2 separate regions of the Macaca mulatta genome follow, and region 1 is linked to region 2. The links are chromatin contacts, called in public Hi-C maps. All regions are on one chromosome and are shown on one strand. The core of a region is the stretch at or near the end of the contact, and the rest is flanking DNA. Distances in the headings are between cores, read along the strand shown. Region 1 holds the start of ACBD3 (acyl-CoA binding domain containing 3). Region 2 holds the start of H3-3A (H3.3 histone A).

Evidence for each region. A called contact is a pair of places that touch in the nucleus more often than the background predicts.
Region 1: a Hi-C map of fetal cortex germinal zone shows a contact between it and region 2, with 3 times the contacts expected there. The contact joins the promoter of ACBD3 here to the promoter of H3-3A in region 2. A contact is called at or near these places in 2 of 14 Hi-C or Micro-C datasets (cortical neurons and fetal cortex germinal zone).

What each region holds. Positions count from the first base shown.
Region 1 is chr1:83,928,447-83,931,730 of T2T-MMU8v2.0, forward strand. ACBD3 (acyl-CoA binding domain containing 3) reads right to left here and starts at 1,270. Exons shown (of 8, transcript XM_001091471.5): 1 at 949-1,270. The coding sequence starts at 1,234. It also overlaps the pseudogene LOC114677327.
Region 2 is chr1:83,789,505-83,792,608 of T2T-MMU8v2.0, forward strand. It overlaps H3-3A (H3.3 histone A), which reads left to right and starts at 1,537. Exons shown (of 4, transcript XM_015115178.3): 1 at 1,537-1,627.

The DNA.
Region 1 (3,284 bases), core at 20-2,519, 140 kb after region 2:
CCAGCCACTGCACTCCAGCCTGGGCGACAGAGCCAGACTCCGTCTCAAAAAAAAAAAAAAAAAAAAAAAAAAAAAAAAAAAAAAAAGAATCAAACTAACAGGCTTTTCATCAGGTTTTCCCACTGACAAAAATCATGTGATTGGTCTCTCCACTATTTGACTAAGTGAATCACCCAATTAAAAAAAAAAAAAAAAAAAAACCCGCACACTACAATCTTGTTCTAAGACAAGAGACATTTAACAATTAATCATGCGAAAAGCACAGAAGGTACTGTTAGGCCTTACTCTGAGAATTCACTCTTGCACATTGCTTACAATGTAAATTTTAACCACCTAGAAGTTACTAGAACATAGTGGACATCCCTCCTCAAGAGTTTGACAAGCCGGAGGGGATGATGAGCTTAACATTTTACTTCCTCTCTGCCACATCAATCTGCCTGGGGATCAAGTCCTATTCGAGTTTATGGTTCCCAAGAATGGCTGCAAAGGCTATATACGGAACCTCTTGACAGATTTCTTCCACTAAGGGTAAAAATCGGCGGGTCCTGATGTGACAAGCCACGGGAAACAGGAAAAGAAAAGAGTCAGTAAAAAAAAAATAATACAAGGCAATCCCAGAATGGGATCCTTTGGAAGAAAGTGGGCCCATTCTTCCACCCTGGCTCCTGGAAATCCCAGAAGCTAAATCAGGTAAAATGCCCCAGTAACCTCTGGGAGGCGGGACATGACTGCTAAACCAAGGTTGCAGGCTCGTCAGGGGTGTGACCTAGTGGCCAAGCAGGTAGTGACAAACTTGGTGTACCCCCAAGGAGGGAACCCCGCTTGAGTCACCACGGCCCAGTATGAGTGGGTGAGGGTAAGTCTGGTCCAGTCACCCTGGAGACCACAGCCCGTGCCGGGCTCCCGGGACCGGGCAGAAGCGGCAGGGGTGGGGCTGGGCCGGCTCACCTTTGAAGAAGCGCAGTGCCAGGCCGTACAACTCCTCCAGGCCGAAGCCCCAGCGCTGCTCCAGCCGCCGCGCCTCCTCCGCCGCGCCCCCAGCCGCCGCCTCCCCGGGCTCGGGCTGCTCCCCTGAGGCGCCCGGGCCGCGACCAGATCCGGGTGGCGAGGGCGGTGGCAGCGGTGGCGGCAGTAGCGGGGCGCCTTCCGCGCCGGGCCGCTCCTCCGGGTCCGGGCTGAGCGTGAGGCCGTCGACGGATACCTCGAGTCGCTCTGCGTTCAGCACCGCCGCCATCTCTGGCTGCTGCGCCTCCTCGGCGGGGACAGGCGGCGGCCACGTATCGACTTCCTGATGACCTCTGACCTCCGCTTACCGATACCGGAACTTCCGCTGCTGAAGAGGCTGGAGGGCTCCGGGAGAGGGGCTGAGGCTTGGTGCCCCGCCCCCTCCGGAACCATCAGTTGCCCCGGCTCCGCGACTATCTTTCAGGCTCTCCAACTCCCATTGGTCCCGACCTCCACTCCACCCCCCCCATCCTTTCGGATCCCAGTTGCTCCAGGTGGGCGGGTGCTACCACCCCCACCCCTCGGTTCGGTGCTGCGGCTGTCAGTGCCCAACAGGGGCGGGGTCAGTGGATCCCAGCGCGGGGGTCGGAGCAGGGAGGATTGACGAGGTTGGCCAGCACCCAACCCTCCAGGTCAGAGACCCTTCACATTTGCAGGGGTTTGCGTGGTTTGCAGAGCTCTTTTGCCCACCACAATCTCGTTTGGCCTTCACAGCAACTCTAAGGAAATGCAGGGCAAATTCCCAATTTTTTAAAAAGGGGAAACTGAGACTGCAGAGAAATTCAGTGACTTTGAGGTTGCAGACGGGGCTGATCCTGGTTTTGCAGGAAGCGCAGCTCATACAATTTGTGGGGACCCTCATTAGGAAAGAGTACAAAAAGTTACCATAGAGTTAATGAAGCTCAAGCTTCAGGGCCCCTTGCTTACAGTGGCCCCTCCCAAGGCCCTTAGAGTGGCCTTAGCAGTATACGCTTCTGTAAGTTTTGAGAGTAGGATATTCAAGACCTCTCTCTTCGTTTCTAACTTCCCTTCATCATCCTCCTCTGGTTAGGAGGTACTGAAATGGCTTATTCACCCCTTCAGTTATTCTCTGAAGCCCTAGAGAGTTTTTTCAGGACAAGATTTGTATGCCACATTCAGACAGGATCTGATCCATTAAGGTGAAATTAGGAGGTACTGAAATGACCCAGCGGTGGGGGTGGTAGCACCCGCCCACCTGGAGCAACTGGGATCCGAAAGGATGCGGGGGGAGGGGAGTTCGGGACCAGTGGGAGCTGGGGAGCCTGAAATGTGCAGAAGGGTAGGAAAGTGAATGTATATTTAGAAAGAGAAAGAAATAACAAATGACATTTTAAAAGTTAACAAAACCCACAAACTGCACACATAACTGTAATATTTTCATTGACTGCCTGATATTCTTCTACAGGGCTTCTGAGAGCCGGGAAACCAATTTTTTTCTAAAAGATTGAAGTCTCCCCCGACATTATGTATATTCACCTGTGTTTCCAGACTTTGGGAGCACCATTTATGATCATTTTTCCCACCTTTGTTTTGGCTGCGTACTTTTGATTGCCTTTTCCTACAACAATTATTTTGTAACTTTTTTTTTTTTTTTTTTTTTTTGGAAATAGTCTTGCTGTGCCACTCAGGCTGGAGTGCAGTGGCACAATCTCGGTTCACTGCAACCTCTGCTCCTGGGTTCAAGCAACTCTCCTGCCTCAGCCTCCTGAGTAGCTGGGATTACAGGTGCCCGCCACCACGCCCGGCTAATTTTTGTAAATTTAGTAAAGTCAGGGTTTCCCCATGTTGGCCAGGCTGGTTTCGAACTGCTGACCTCATGTGATCTGCCCACCTCAGCCTCCCAAAGTGCTGGGATTACAGGTGAGAGCCACCGTGCCCGGCCTATTTTGTAATTTTCTGTAAAGAAAAGAGAAAGATCAGTCTTTTCTCCAGTATGGCTGATTAAATTTGTTTCTTAATAATTGTTTATAAGTTTATTTCAGCATCACAACTCATTACTGATATTGTTATGTACTTTTTTAGGGCTATTGTTCAGTTTGGGAAACCTCTCTCAAGTTTCATAGATGTGCTATGAGATTTTATGGCTGTTTGGCTGCTTCAGTGACAATTTTGTGTGTGGTTTTTACTGAAGCCCTAGAGAGTTTTTTCAGGACAAGATTTGTAGGCTACATTTAGACAGGATCTGATCCATTATGGTGAATAAGACATATAACTTCACATACAGACAGACTCACTGTAGTACAACTATAAGTTTATGT
Region 2 (3,104 bases), core at 287-2,786:
TTAGGATAGGACTAGAGATTGCATGTGTTCTGCACAGCAACCAGGGACACAACATTCATGAAGTAATAATGAAACGGGAGGCCTGGATTTTTGTTTGTTTGTTTCTCCTAGGTCTCTTCCTCACTTAAGTGACTTTGGACAAATCCATTTCTTTCCTCATATCTGATTTCCACGTATCTGTTTTGGGATAATGTTTATGACTAAGATGCTTTGTGAAATCTTCAGATTACAAATCGTTACTGCCCTTCATTTATGAAATTTTCCTCCTTCACTACCCTAGGGGATATTTGCATGACCCTTCTACCGAAAACCTTCACACACAGTTGTGAAGCGTCAATACCATCTAGGGACGGTTCAGAGGTTCCAAAGCCAATCAACTGACAAGTCATGAGGATAACTTGGGCCATGAAAAGTCCGTTTCCTACGCTACTGAGAATTGGAAAACAGGTAGATGTACTAATTCCCAAACCATGTTTGGTTTCTTTCTGCTGTTTTCAGCCTCTTCTAAACTATGCAGAAGCTGCGGACATTTGACGATCTATATTCGGCAATTCCTTTCCAAAGCAATCCTACCGAAAACAGATCACACGGCCCCACAGGCGGGCAGGACAAGCCACCGGGCCCTGGTGCAGGAGCTGCTCGCTCCACACATTGTTTAGAGGCCGACGCGACACAGCCATCTTGCGTCGGGGGCCCGGGCCCAGGAGGAGAGCGAGCCCCGTCCCCTGATCCTGGAGGCCGACACCGGCGAGAAGCTGCCCTGCACGCAAGCGGCCGGCCCAGGAGTCTGAGCGGATCAAGTTGTCTGCGGCGGACTCGGGCCGGCCCCGCAGGACCCGGCCGCACTTGGCCCGGCGCGCAGGCGGGAAGGAGGCCGTCGGTCCACCCCTCCCGCTGCCGCAGCGACCCCGTCCGACAGCGGGCACGGGACGCTGGATTCCTATTTGCCAGCTTCCTGCTGGGGAGCGTTTTCCAATGGGGCGCGGCGACCCGGCCGACCGCGTCCTCCTCCCCCACTGCCGCCTGGGTCTCCTCGGAGGCGCGCGCCAGGGCCTGCGCGGGGGCGGCCCCTCCTTCCCCTCCCCGCCGCGACCCGAGACGCCCGCAGGCCGGGCGTTCACCCGCCGCGCCTCCGCCCGCCTTCCCCTCCCCCTACTTCCCTCCGGGCGCCCCAAACCCGGGCCTCGGGGGTTCGACGCCGTGCGCACACGGAGCGGGATGGGAGTGCAGGGCCGGGGGCGGGGGCTGGCCGGGGGCGGGCGGCAGTCTCGGCGGGAGCCGGCGGCCCCTCAGCGTGTCTTTTGTGTTTGTACACACACCGCGCGAGGCGGCCTGGAGGAGGGAGCGGGCGGCGCGCGGGGGAGGGGCGAGCGCGCGCCAGCGAACGGGCGCGCGGGGGGAGGGGAGGGGGCGGGGCGCGAGAGTTGCTGTGGGGGCGGGGCCGAGCCTTCCCTCCATTGTGTGTGATTGGCTGGCGCGCGGCGCGGGGGCGGGGCGGCGTGTGTTGGGGGATAGCCTCGGTGTCAGCCATCTTTCAATTGTGTTCGCAGCCGCCGCCGCGCCGCCGTCGCTCTCTAACGCCAGCGCCGCCTCTCGCTCGCCGAGCTACAGCCGAAGGAGAAGGGGGGTAAGTTTCCCCGTTTGCCCGCTTCCCCGGAACCGAGCCCCGCTTGTCGTCAGCCGCGAACCGGGCCCTGGCCGTGCCGGGAGGGGACCCGTAGCCCCTCCGGCTTAGCCCACAAACTTTTTGGCCCAGAAATGGAGGTAAGGAGCGAGTTTCCCTTTTCCCTCTGACGGCGGCGGCTCCCCAGTCTCTCGCCGCCTCAGCCCAACAGCAGCAACCGCCGCGGCGCCGAGCCTGCTCTCCCTCCTCCTCCCCGCGCCCCTGGCTCCTCTTTCTTCGGTGAAATCCCGCCCGCCGCCCCTTCCCAGGACCCCAAACCTTCACCACGACCCGCGCGGGCCTCTTAACTACCGCCCCCGGGCCCCAGCCCCCAGTTTTCGAGCGGGAAAGGGGTGGAAATCGCCGCCGCTTCGCACCCTGGGGTAACTCGCTTTTTGCTGCCTCCCCACAGTTGTTGCTAAGCTTCACCATCTTGTCTCTCTTCTCTGGTCACCGACCATATTTTTTCCCCCGTTTCTCTCTTCCCCATTTCAAAAAAGCAAGAATTTTTAAAAGAGGGACATTTTTTTCCCTTTTTTGGAGAAGCGGAAACTTGATGCATTTGAAATGCAAAAAAACTTTTGCATTTTGGAGGGCGGCACGTGGCAGGGGATGGGGTATTTTCGAGCGATTTGGTGTTTTGTCTCTTTGGAACGGAATCCGATACGTTTTGCGATTGTTTCCATTTTGTTCTGGTCTGGGAGGCGAGTTGGTTCCTGCTTGAGGCGCTGGGAGCGAGGTGGGCAGGTTAGGGGACCCTGTGCAGAGGGACCCGGAGGAGGCAAAACCAAAAGTTTATGTGGTGCTTGGGGTGGACCGGTCGGCGGATGTCGTGCGTTAATTAAAGCCTGGGTGCGGGGCACTTCATTTCACTGCGAAGCCTGTGAAGACTGGACGCGAGGACGGGGCTTTGTAGAATGCTCGCTGGTGGTAGCTGTTGTTCCTCTCTTGTTTTTTCGAGACGCCTTTTTGTCAACATAACTGTAACGATGCAAAACCAAGAATATTTTCAGATATTTACAGCAATCCATCAACAGCCAGACGAAGGGGGGGCAGCCAAAGTCGGGGGGGAGGAAGACCTTTTTTTGCTGTAATTTGGCTAGACCTTCCAGTGGTTTGTGGCTTCGTTCTTTTGACTTGTTTGTGGATGGAATGTTTACAGACATTTCTAATTTCTACTTTAATTAAATAAATTGGATCAAAGGCTGTTCGAGGTCTTTTTGTTTTGCCGTTTGTCGCTCAGAATTGGCATTTTGAGAGGTGATTGACATTAATTGCTAACAATTTTCTAGTACTCTAGTTTGTTTCAAGAAGATTTTGGGTAGACGTAATCTGCACCCTTTCAAATTATATAACAATACGAACATTATTTTTTATATTGATCATAATTTCCAGATATGGGGAGGGGGTGATCGTGGCAGGAAAAGTTGTATGTTTAGTA